4 separate regions of the Sus scrofa genome follow, and regions 1, 2 and 3 are each linked to region 4. A link is a contact called in public HiChIP or PLAC-seq and promoter capture Hi-C data. All regions are on one chromosome and are shown on one strand. The core of a region is the stretch at or near the end of the contact, and the rest is flanking DNA. Distances in the headings are between cores, read along the strand shown. Region 1 holds the start of OSBPL8 (oxysterol-binding protein-related protein 8). Region 2 holds the start of BBS10 (Bardet-Biedl syndrome 10 protein). Region 3 holds the start of NAP1L1 (nucleosome assembly protein 1 like 1). Region 4 holds the start of KRR1 (KRR1 small subunit processome component homolog).

Region 1 (2,700 bases), core at 194-2,693, 920 kb after region 4:
CGCTCCTTGGAGTCCTAAATGAGGCAAACAAACAAACAAACAAAAAACCGCACTAAAATGGCACTAATTTGAAGCTAAGTTTTAGGGGAAGTTAATAAAAACTAATAAACCTACCATACACGGTGCATTCGATTATCATTTAGAAGTCATTTAAGTCTTCCAGCATCAGAAAGGAAAAAAATCTCATTAAATTACTTAAATATGCTTATATCATTAGTTGGCTAAGTTTTCCCATCTAAGTAGGAGCCTAAGATACCCATTATCTCAAGCAGCATTTTGACAAAATGAAATTAGGAATGGTCCCCAACCGCAGACGTTTCTCATAAAGAAGAATGTTAAATGACTTTTGTAAATGGAAAATCTGCATATACTGCTGCTGCGCCTCGGCCAGTCTTGAGTCGGTGGCTCCATGAACCAAAAACATGCTCTTTGTGAAGCTCCTTGGAATCTTAAGGAACGGCTCAAAAGCAATCATTAAATATAAAAGTCCAGCAAAGGCTTCGCCTTCCTCCTACGCTACATAAGGCCACAGGAACTGAGGTTTAGAGGAACATCACCGTGTCACTCGGCTCTGCAAGGCCGGGTGCGGTCTGCGGTGCGCGGCACAGCCTCCTCTGGGGCTGTCACAGGAAAACGGGAGCCTCGCCTTAACTGCACCAAGTGACAAAGCGCCAGCTCTCCCCGGCGCTGGGGCTTCCGGCAAGACCCCGCGGTCCGCCCAGTCAAACTTCGGGAGGAAGCAGACAGTCAAAAAGCTCCTACCAGCCCCCAGCCCCTGCCACGGCTTTGTAAGGTTGCAGACGCACCTACCGCGGGCCCCAAAACACTACATCCCCGCCAGCCTCTGGAATTCCCCACTCCAAAAGCGGACAAAGGAGCCAAAGAAAAACTCCCCGGCGCAGGGTGCCTGGAGTCGCCGCCAGGCCGAGCTCAGAACGTGGGAGGGCAGGGGGTGCAAGTCGCCCGTAGGGGAGCGAACCTGTCACATCCCAATTCACCGACCCGCGCGACACTCACCGATGCGGAGTCCTCGGAGAGGCGGGGCGCAGGTGGCCGGTTCCTCTAGGGCCCTGCACGCGTCCAATCGGACCCCAACTTCTCTCAGCCGCTGTCGCCGGCGGCAGCTGAGACGCGAGCCCACAGCAAGGGCGCTGTCTCGCCGCCACTGAGGCACTGCCTGCTTCGCCCTCGAAGGGGGAGGGAACTCCGGCCCCGCGGTCTACTCGCCCAGGCGGGCCCTCACCTTCCCTCCGCCTGCCGGCTATTGACGGCGGCTGCGGCCGCGGCGAAATCTAACACTGCCGCCGATGCGGCTGCCGCTATCACCCGCGCCTGGCCAGGAAAGCGTCGCGGCCTAATGCTGTCATCATCGGCCGAGTCGCCGCCTCTCTGGGCACCTAGAGCGGCCAAGGTCCTTCGATTTCGAGCGCCCTCCCCTCCCGACCCCGCCCCCCGGCTCCGCCCCCCGACCTCGGCTACAGGGCTCGGACCACACCCCTTTTCCGTCATGTGACGACGCGGGGAGAAAGAGGCGAAGACCCCTCCCCTACCGGGCGGGCGTCAGCCGCGCGGGCGCAACTGTCAACACTCCACCCTGGTGGAGTCTTGTCGCCGCTGAACCGCTTCCGCACACTCGAGGGCGGTCTAGGGAGGCGAATCCACCGCCGCCCTCCCGGAGCTTACAGGGGCGAGGCCTTCGGGACCGGTTGTGCAGGGCACTACCCATTCTGAGGAGACTGCAGAACAGAGCTCGGGGTAGGGCCCTGGGCCCCACGCCCATCCTGAGGCCCCAGCGTGAGGCCCGCCTCCCCAGTTTGGGTTTGGCTAAACTTTCAGCCAAACAAAGGAACACAGAAGGCATCTTGGTGTCTGGCTTGGAAAGCCATAACTACTTGTTCCCGTTTCCGGTAGCACGTTAATTGTGGCATTTAGTGTACTGTTTTCTTCAGTAGAGGTTTTTATTTTTGAGGAAAGGTTGGTGCATTTCCTTCACGCTAGGATGAAAATAACCTAGCAAACTTATTTTTGTTCCTAGTCCTGTTCAAGATCCTTCATGCCAGCTTTACAGTGTGATAGGTTGATGGCGGTTTACACAGATACACAGGAATTTGACAGTTTATTCTATTTTTAAAGTGAAGCCTACTTCTTGATTTTTTTCAGGTACTTTAACTTTTGGACATACCTTTTGCCTTCCGTTTTAACTGTGGTTGAAGGAACTTTCCCCCCAACCTGTTAATAAGAGGAAAAGAGCAAAAGGCTGGACACCAAAAGAAGGACAATGACAATACAAAAATAAGGGAAGTGCAAAAGCAGAAAGATCATAAACTCTACTAACAATGAAGGCACATGAGAAAGCTTTCTGTAATATCCAAACAGTTTGTAACTCATTTTTCCTTTTATCTAAGTTTTCTCTCTTAAGCGATTCTTATTTCATTTTCTTAAGACCTCGAAAAGCATTTTGATCAGCTGGATAGTTTGAAATGAATAAGCAATAGCGTTTGGCTTATGTAATCTCTTTACAAAGGTATTTCGTAGAAACTCTAAACAATCATGGACTTTAAGACTCACCATTATTTCATATTACCCAAGAAAGGAAAAGAAATACTGCCAATTAAACTATGCCTTGCTACTGATTTTTTAAAGACATATCTTGAACCCAGAGATGTTAAAATGTGAAAAACAATGAGTCTTAGAATCTAT
Region 2 (2,700 bases), core at 156-2,655, 740 kb after region 4:
TTCACTATTGCTTTTGTCTTTTCTTTAATCCAAAACTGAGATGTCTGAAACTGTTGTTCTGAATTTAGAATAAACTCTGATCCAGAAGTTGAAAAAAGAGGCTGAATGGTTTCAGTTACTATCACTATTCTTATGTCACCATCTGCTGGACAGTATACAGAAAAGTCTCTGTGAAGCACAAGCCCAGCTATGATCCTGGAATCGGAAACAGGAAGGCCGGTGACACCAACTTTCAACTCAACAAAACAGTCATCGACTAACTCAAATACTTCTTCAAATTCACTTTCACAGGACATACAGTTGAAAAAGTAGTCACACATCAACTGTGAAATAAAGGTGTGATTATTTCTTCCCACTCTTCCACAAAAAAATGCTTCTAAGAGCATCTCTAAAGAACTTCTACACAATGTTCTCTTTTTAGTGGATGAAGAAAAGATGGACAAAAAGTGTCTACTTAAGTAATGATCCATAACATAGTCTAATACTTGTGTCTGAAATGTTAGAAGAGCTTGGGAAATAAATTTCCACTGACAACAATTTTTCCAATGCCTTCCATGGGTTTGAATATTTTTGAAAAATAAAGAATCCTTTTCTTTGTCTGTGATTGCATGGAATTCTCTGAGTAAGTGGCAAAGAAAGATAATAAATGTTTTAGCACCATCTCCTGTTTTTCTTAGATGACTGGAAACACATGCCACCATCATCCTGTACAAAAAAAGAAATAAAGCAACTCAGATTTTCAGAAGGCTGCCTCCCTACATCTGAATAACAGTTGAAATCTTGTTTTTACAGCTACAGGCATAAAATGAGAATACTGTCCCTTTGATATACTTAGTTTTCCTTTTTTCCTTTTTTAGGTTGCTTTGTTCTATTTCAAGATTCTAGGGTTGGGTCGAGCTGGAGGGAAAGCAGTGAGAAATGTTCTCGGCAGCTGTTAAGATCTTAAGTCTGGGAATGTTTTCTTGAGCAACGCTCAAACGCTGAGGGTACAGTGGTCTCATTTAAGGTCAGTTTTTTCAGGAGCATAACCTCAGGGACAAGAAGTTCAGGGAGATGGCCTGGAATGCCCATCTATGGGCTGGAGTGTGGGACGTGAGTACCTGATTACGAGATGCTCTAACCGGCTGGAGCGTACCTGGCTATGGGATGCTCTAAATGCAGCGCCTTCAGGAGGAGGCCTCCGTCCCGGCTGAGCAGCACCTCGCCAGTGGGCTTCGTACACAGAATCTGCCGCCCTTCGGGCCCCAAGCAGCAGCTCACGATGGTTTCTAACACTTCGGCCACCTGCAATGCCGCCCTCACAGAACCCACAACAGCCATAGCCTTTCAGGTTCCGGCGGCTCCAGGTCGCCGGAGCGGAACCCGGACACATCCAGGAGGGAGCTGAGCGGGGTGCAGCCGGAAGCGGAAGGGGCGGGGAGGAGGCCGGAAGTCATGGCCGGGCGGCCTCTGGGTTGGGCGAGCGTCCATTTTTTCGCCAGCTCTGCGGTAAAGACCCGCGTTTCTCCCGGTAGGAGCTATCGTCGGTAGCGCGCGAGGTCAGAGAAGAGGTCGGGACTTTAGAGCTGGCTGGAGAGAAAGCCGCAGGCCCTTCCCTAGCTCCCTACGTGAATTCATTCTCCAGAGGCTGCAGCTGCCACCTGTTCCCTCCGTTTCCCAGGAAACTTCCTCTCAAGGACTCGACACGGTCCTTGAGGGGCTGGGCTCTGCAGCTAGAACTCTGCTCGTTCCCAACTCCCGACAAAAGTTGTTTGGTAACAAAACCTCTGCCTTGGACTAGCGCATACCATGTCCACACACTCCATCAGCGGTTCTTTACTGATGCAAGACAGATGGGGAGGGCCTGGCCACAGTCAGGAGCTGCAGGCATTCAGAAGGGGGCTTTACCACATTACCTGGGCTTAGGTATCACTATGAAACCCTAGTTACCACAATTTACTTTTTCTTTAGCAGAAGTGTTGTATGTGAAGACTTAGCCACATTGGTAATCAATAATATGCTTTAAAAACGCATTGACCCAAGATGCCTGGACACAATTCGACGACAGGAAAAAAAAAAAAAATCCTGTTGAGCAGAAAGAACATACCGTTTCGCATACTAAGATACACCTTCTCTCTTAAGGATGAAATAGTTAAGAACATGGGCTTGAGATTTAGACCTGGGTTTGCTGTGCCATTTACTCATCTGTGACATTCTTTTGTGTCCACTTCTCAAAAAAAATGGTGATATGTAAAACTCAAAGTTTTGAGGAGGGCGAGAATGTTTACAAAGCATTCTTTTTGTTTTTGTTTGGTGTCTCAAATATTAACAGTATGTTCAACAAACTGCTGTGCCGTGCCATCACTGAAGGGGTTCACTATCTCCGTAAGAAAGGGATGTTTTTTAAGGTGCAAAAGGGTCGATTATCATAACACAGGACACCTATTAGAGTGTGGTCAATATTATTAAGAAAATTATTTACACTATAGATGTTTCATTGAGATTGAACAGTGAGGATCTGTTTTCCCTACCTCTTATTCCCATACATAGGACAGGAGAAACCTCCCCTTTTCCCTAATAAGACAGAACCAACTGACTATTAACCAGGAGCAACCAGATCCTGAGGAGAGCAAATGTGGGAGGGGAGGATAATGGATGAAAAGAGGAAAACTAGAGAGGAGTGATTTCTTGGAACCTGTGTGATATTGACTCATAGACTAG
Region 3 (2,700 bases), core at 76-2,575, 540 kb after region 4:
TGAGGTCAAAGAGGGGGCACTGACAAGGCAGCAGGCTACAAACATGGCTCAACATTTATACTAACACCTCATTCCAGCCTCCACCATAATCCTACTCACCTTAAAAACACTCTTATAATGGGAACTTCAATAAATGAACTAATTTGTAGGAAAGCAACAGAAGTCCTAGAAGAATTAAAAACTTTGAAGGCCAAGTTTTTTACTTCCATTTAGAAATGCTCAGGATTAGACTGATTAGGATCAACTCCTCAAATAAAAAACCCTGGTTCAAATTCTAACTTGTACTTGAGATATACAAAAGAATCTTTTGTCAATAACAGCTAACGTAAGCGCTTTACATGCATTAATTCTTTATTAATTCTTTAAAATCGTAGCAGTCCAGGCCCAGCCTCATCCATCAGGTAACATTCACACTTTGCTACCAATAAAGGTTAAGACCAAAGGGAAGTAAGAAAGAGTCTGAAACCCAAGAGGTGGACTTATTGGCTCACTATTCATTTTTACATCCCACCATCTCCACAACTTTATGGACAACCAGAAAGAGGTTTCCAATCTGGCCAGGCCACGGCCACGGCCACGTGTCGAGGGAACCCGCCGGGGGTTTTCCCCTCCCCGGCCCGTTGCCGCCTCCAGTGGGCGTGGAGCCCAGGAGCCCCGCCGCCTCCCCGCCCCGGGGCCTGGTCCCCTCACAGCCCCTCCCTCCCATCGGAATTCGCAGCCTCTGCAGCTCTTTCCATCCCCCAGCGGCCTCCCTCCGGGGATTATTTTTGCGTAAGCGGGGGCGTGGAGACAGCGGTGGGCTACACACAAGGGCCCGGCCCGTGCCCGAGGCTCCTCCCGGTCCCTGGCGGGGCGGCCGCCGCCTCCTCCAGGGCCCCGGGCGTCGCCGCGGCCTCGCACTCACCCGCGCGGGGAAGCCGGTGGAGCTCAGGGATCCTCCACACAGATCAGCACGACTCCCCCACCCCAACCCTCCCAGTCCGCTCGACTTCCGCGCCTCTCCCGATGTGGTCCCGAAAATATCGCCGACCGATGCCGCGGGCCCTCTCCCGCTGTGGGGTCGAAGATCCGCGGACGGCTCAGGCTCTGGCCTCACAAGACACCCCAGGAGGCCCCAGGCGGCTAGCGGCCCTGGATCGCGATCCCTCGTCCCTCCACCCCTTCCCTCCGCAAAGTCCACCCGGCCGGTTCTACGTTCCCCCTTCCCTTTCGGGCCCTCGTCCGTTACCGATGGCTAGCACGGGGAGCCAGGCGGCCGGAGCTGCGCAGGCAGTGACTCAGGGCGGCGGCGGGAGGCGGCGCCGTGAGCAGATGGCGCTAAAAAAGACCCAAGAGCCCGCCGCTTGCGCTCATATACAATTAGCGTCACCACGTAGGACCCGCTCCGCCGCCCTCCCCCTGGCCTCGCTGTCTCCTAGCAACGCGAGCGGGAGGCGGGCCCAGGGTGAGTTGCCTAGCAACAGAACCGTCCTTCTCCCCTAAGGCAACCTCCAAACAAACCCTCTGCGCTAGGCTTGGGTTCCTCCAGTTCCCGCCTCCGCCCCCTACACGCCTCCAGCAGTCTCTTTTCGCCCTGCTTTGCTGGAAAGGAACTTTCAACCCCTTTAGTTCCTGGGAAAGTCCCTCTTCTGCACGCCTAGTCCTCGGCCCACCTCGCCCCCCATGGCATGGTACCCGGAAGGGCGAGGGCGGGGACTAGCTAGCAGGTCCAGCCTGCCGCATCCTGACTGTGAGCACGCCGAAGTTCCCATCCCTGTCCCGGCCTAATTCCTGCAATTCCCGGGTCCCCGGTAACCATTTCCATTTTTAACCCTTGGAACAACATTTCTTTCCTCCTGACCACCTCAGTGGCGTCTGCTGCCGGTTTTGCCTCTAACTCAGTGGGTCTCCATGGCTTCCAAGGATGTTCGCATGCGTATCTCTCTTCATCCTTTTACCAGACTTGCAATACCTCATTTCTGCTTTAAGTTCTTTTGATGGATGAAAAGGGCATATTTGTGTATTGTCTGGATGCTTTGTAATAAGGACGCTGCTGTTTCATCTTTTTGAAAAAATAAATCCAATGTAAATCCTCAAGGCCTCTGAAACCTCATGGCTATTTTTCAGCTGAAGCTGGATAGACTAATATTAACTCTTAAAACAGTGGTTCTCGAAGTGTGGTCCTAGGGTTTCCAGACTCTTTCAAAGGGGAAGTCAAAGGTATTTCCACAATAATACTAAAATGTTAACTTCACTTGGCACTCGCGTTCTCTCATAAGTGTACACTGGAGTTTTCCAGAGGCTACATGACATGTGATATGGAAACGTTGAAAAAAGAAGCAAATATTAGAATCTAGTCGTCTGCTGTTCAACTAGACATTAAAGAGATTTGCGAAAGCCAAACAATGCCATTCTACTCATTTTTTTGTTTAGAAAAGTAGTTACTTTTCATATAAAAGATTGTTTATGTTAATATTTAATCAGTTTGTTGTTTAAAATGACATAATGAATACTCTTAAAATTTCTTAATTTTTTGAGGTATTGATTTACAGTATTGTGTTAATTTCTGCTGTACAGCCGGGTGATTCAGTTTTTTATATATATGTGTGTATATGTTTTATATATATATATTCAGTTTTATATATATATACACACACACTTTTTTCAATGTTCCTTTTCCATTATGGTTTATCATAGGAAATTGACTATAGTCCTCTGTGC
Region 4 (2,700 bases), core at 55-2,554:
ACTTTGGGTCCCTAAAGAGATATCTGAGAGTTGTAAGCAGGGGATTTTGAGGGTAAGGTAATGCTCTATTTTACTTTATGGTCTGTTTTGTTTCACTTGTTGGTTTTATTCTGTAAACTGTACACGTACTATCCCCTTTGCTATATACTTTACTTACTTAAGACAGCAACAACAAAACACCTTTAGTATTTCCTTAATGCCAAAGGAATGAGAGTTCAAAGTTTTTAACCAATAAGACTAGTTGAGCAGGCTATTTCTCTGGAATAGAGAGAAAGGAATAGAAGATATATTTCTTCTATTCATACTGAAGAAAATAGAAAAACAAAACTACAAAGCAAGAGAAAAGTTTAAAAATTATGCAGTCAGGAGCTGTGTTGGCAAATGCTTTAGCAACCTGACAAACAAAAATAATGATAAGCTTTCCAAAGTGTCTTTCCTAGCTGACAAACTAGTGCTAAGGACAATGGCAGCTACCTTCCATCACTACGTCTGTCTCAGTCCTTCATTATCACTCTATCACTTGTTCACTTTACAAAAAGATCTCCCAGAGTTGCCCTTGTGGCTCAGGAGGTTACCCTAACATAGTAGGTTAGCCCAACATAGTGTCCGTGGGGATGCGTGTTCAATCCCTGGCCCCATTCAGTGGGTAAAGGAATCAGGTGTTGCCCAGACTGCTGTGTAGGCCGACAGCTACAGCTCGGATTCAACCCCTAGCCGGGGAATGCCATACGACGCACGTGCAGTAGTAAAAAAGAAAAAAATAAAAACAAAGCAAAACAAAATGACCTCCTACCCCTGCCTCATCCCATCCCTCATTCTGTCAACGACTTCCAGCCAACGCTGCGAGTGTTAAGAGTCCAAACTCCCTCCTCAATTTCGTACTTAATACTCCTATTTTCACACCCTCTTACAAAAAAAAAAAACCGCATTCTGCAATATCTCTACTTTGGAGACTTCTAGCAAAAGCAATTAGTTAGGAACACGTTGCCGGCACCTTACTGGTCTTCCAGAAAGTCTGCCAACAATCCCAACTGGGAGCAATTACCGGTATTCAACTTCAAAGAACAGACTGAAGGCGGAGTTACACGTTTCTAGCCAGTGAAAGACAAAAAACCCACAAATCCCGGGCTTTTGTCCTCACACAACCTCACCTCGATTCTCTGGCTTCGGCTTCTGACGACGAACTGCAGCCGGAGCATTCTGCTGGGAGGACGCCATCTTCAAACTGCTTCCGGCGATACCTGGAAGCGAGTCCTTTCTTAAGTCCTACCAGCTAAAACCCCCGTACTCAAAATGAGTTCCGCAGAACGCAAACGAGGAGATCTGCGCAGTCTCCATGTGTGCACTGCATGCTGGGAATTGTAGTTTAACAGTGTGGGCGAGTCGGAGAGGGTTTTATCCACGGTTTTCTCGTAGCCTCAGGGTGTAACCCGGAACTCGGGACTCCAGGCTTTAGGCAGAGTGCAACCTAAATATCATTGATATCACTCATCCTTCTATAACTATTTATATGACCATCAAATATGTGTTAGGCGTGGAGAGGTGGTAGACGTGAGAATGCAAGGTCCTTGAAGTTAAGAAATGACAGTAATAGTTACCATTTGAGACTACCTTGTGTTGGGCACTTTATTTGCATTATTTCTAATCCTTGAAACAAAAGCAGAGTTAAAACTCTAAGATTGCTTTTTTGTTTGTTTTTGTTTTTTGTTTTAATTAGTTTTTCCAAGTCACTGTTTCTGATGGTCACTTTCTAAGGTCGTGCTATTTCTCTTTCTAAGCCGCAGGGATGGAAACTAAGCGATGCTTCTGAAGTTTTCACCTAGTCTAAGATTTCCTCAAATGACTAACTCCTGTCTATTTTAACATTGCACATAGCTGGCGTCAAGATGTGGGGCTGGAGTTCCCATCGTGGCTCAGTGGTTAAGGAATCCAACCCTGGCCTCACTCAGTGCGTTGAGGATCCCAGGTTGCAGTGAGCTGCGGTGTGGGTTGTAGACAGCTCGGATCCCGGTTGCTGTGGCCCTAGCATAGGCCGGTGGCTACAGCTCTGATTAAACCCCTAGCCTGGGAACCTCCATACGCCCCTGGTGCAGCCCTAGAAAAGACTAGGGGAAAAAAAAAAAAAAAAAGATGCGAGGCTCACCAGAGCTATACATTTTTACACTTCTAGGAAACTAAAAATTCTTAAGCTAAAGGTAAGACTTCTTTTGATGATTGCCATTTAAAAATTTTCTGCAACACAAATAGGGAAATTGATAGTTGAATTCCTTGTATTAGTGAAACAGGAAATGTTTATCCCAAATTCATCTTCGCATATCTTCTGTAAAAGACTTTCCTTTATGAAGTACTTGTATAAAACAGTTCCGTGAAAGGTACTGTGAAGCCAAACTGACTAGTTTGCCAACTACTGGCTATACAGCCTTCAGCAAATTTCTTACTTACTCTGCAAAGAAGAGTTCCTGCAATAGAGAGAATAAGAGGAATTCAGTGACTTTACACATATGAAAAGCTTACCAAAAAATATTTTGTATGTGGTACACATTCAAAAGTTGTTAGGTATTATTTCTCTATAATGGCGAAAAAGTAAAATCATCTTAACTTTCAATTAAGGATATAGTTAAATAAATTGGTTTTGGCTTCATAACTGTGAGATATTATACAAGCATTAATAAGAATTAATTAAATCTATATGGGAATATT

Evidence for each region. Promoter capture Hi-C pulls out the DNA fragments that hold promoters and counts their contacts. HiChIP or PLAC-seq counts read pairs in DNA pulled down with a chosen protein or histone mark.
Region 1: a contact with region 4 is called in a promoter capture Hi-C map of liver, with 10 times the contacts expected there. The contact joins the promoter of OSBPL8 here to the promoter of KRR1 in region 4. A contact is called at or near these places in 1 of 5 promoter capture datasets (liver), 2 of 47 Hi-C or Micro-C datasets (embryonic fibroblasts and heart right ventricle) and 1 of 2 datasets of contacts at active chromatin or transcription factors (alveolar macrophages).
Region 2: a promoter capture Hi-C map of liver shows a contact between it and region 4, with 19 times the contacts expected there. The contact joins the promoter of BBS10 here to the promoter of KRR1 in region 4. A contact is called at or near these places in 3 of 5 promoter capture datasets (fetal liver, fetal skeletal muscle and liver), 15 of 47 Hi-C or Micro-C datasets (alveolar macrophages, embryonic fibroblasts, fetal heart ventricle and 10 more) and 2 of 2 datasets of contacts at active chromatin or transcription factors (alveolar macrophages and skeletal muscle).
Region 3: a contact with region 4 is called in an H3K27ac HiChIP or PLAC-seq map of skeletal muscle, with 7 times the contacts expected there. The contact joins the promoter of NAP1L1 here to the promoter of KRR1 in region 4. A contact is called at or near these places in 2 of 5 promoter capture datasets (fetal liver and liver), 1 of 47 Hi-C or Micro-C datasets (heart right ventricle) and 2 of 2 datasets of contacts at active chromatin or transcription factors (alveolar macrophages and skeletal muscle).

The regions. Positions count from the first base shown.
Region 1 is chr5:39,743,205-39,745,904 of Sscrofa11.1, forward strand. It overlaps OSBPL8 (oxysterol-binding protein-related protein 8), which reads right to left and starts at 1,444. Exons shown (of 23, transcript XM_005655647.3): 1 at 1,018-1,444.
Region 2 is chr5:39,564,945-39,567,644 of Sscrofa11.1, forward strand. BBS10 (Bardet-Biedl syndrome 10 protein) reads right to left here and starts at 1,406. Exons shown (of 2, transcript XM_003481665.4): 1 at 1,136-1,406; 2 at 1-705. The coding sequence starts at 1,320.
Region 3 is chr5:39,362,326-39,365,025 of Sscrofa11.1, forward strand. It overlaps NAP1L1 (nucleosome assembly protein 1 like 1), which reads right to left and starts at 1,326. Exons shown (of 16, transcript NM_001244316.1): 1 at 1,229-1,326.
Region 4 is chr5:38,820,478-38,823,177 of Sscrofa11.1, forward strand. It overlaps KRR1 (KRR1 small subunit processome component homolog), which reads right to left and starts at 1,305. Exons shown (of 10, transcript XM_003126388.4): 1 at 1,152-1,305. The coding sequence starts at 1,218.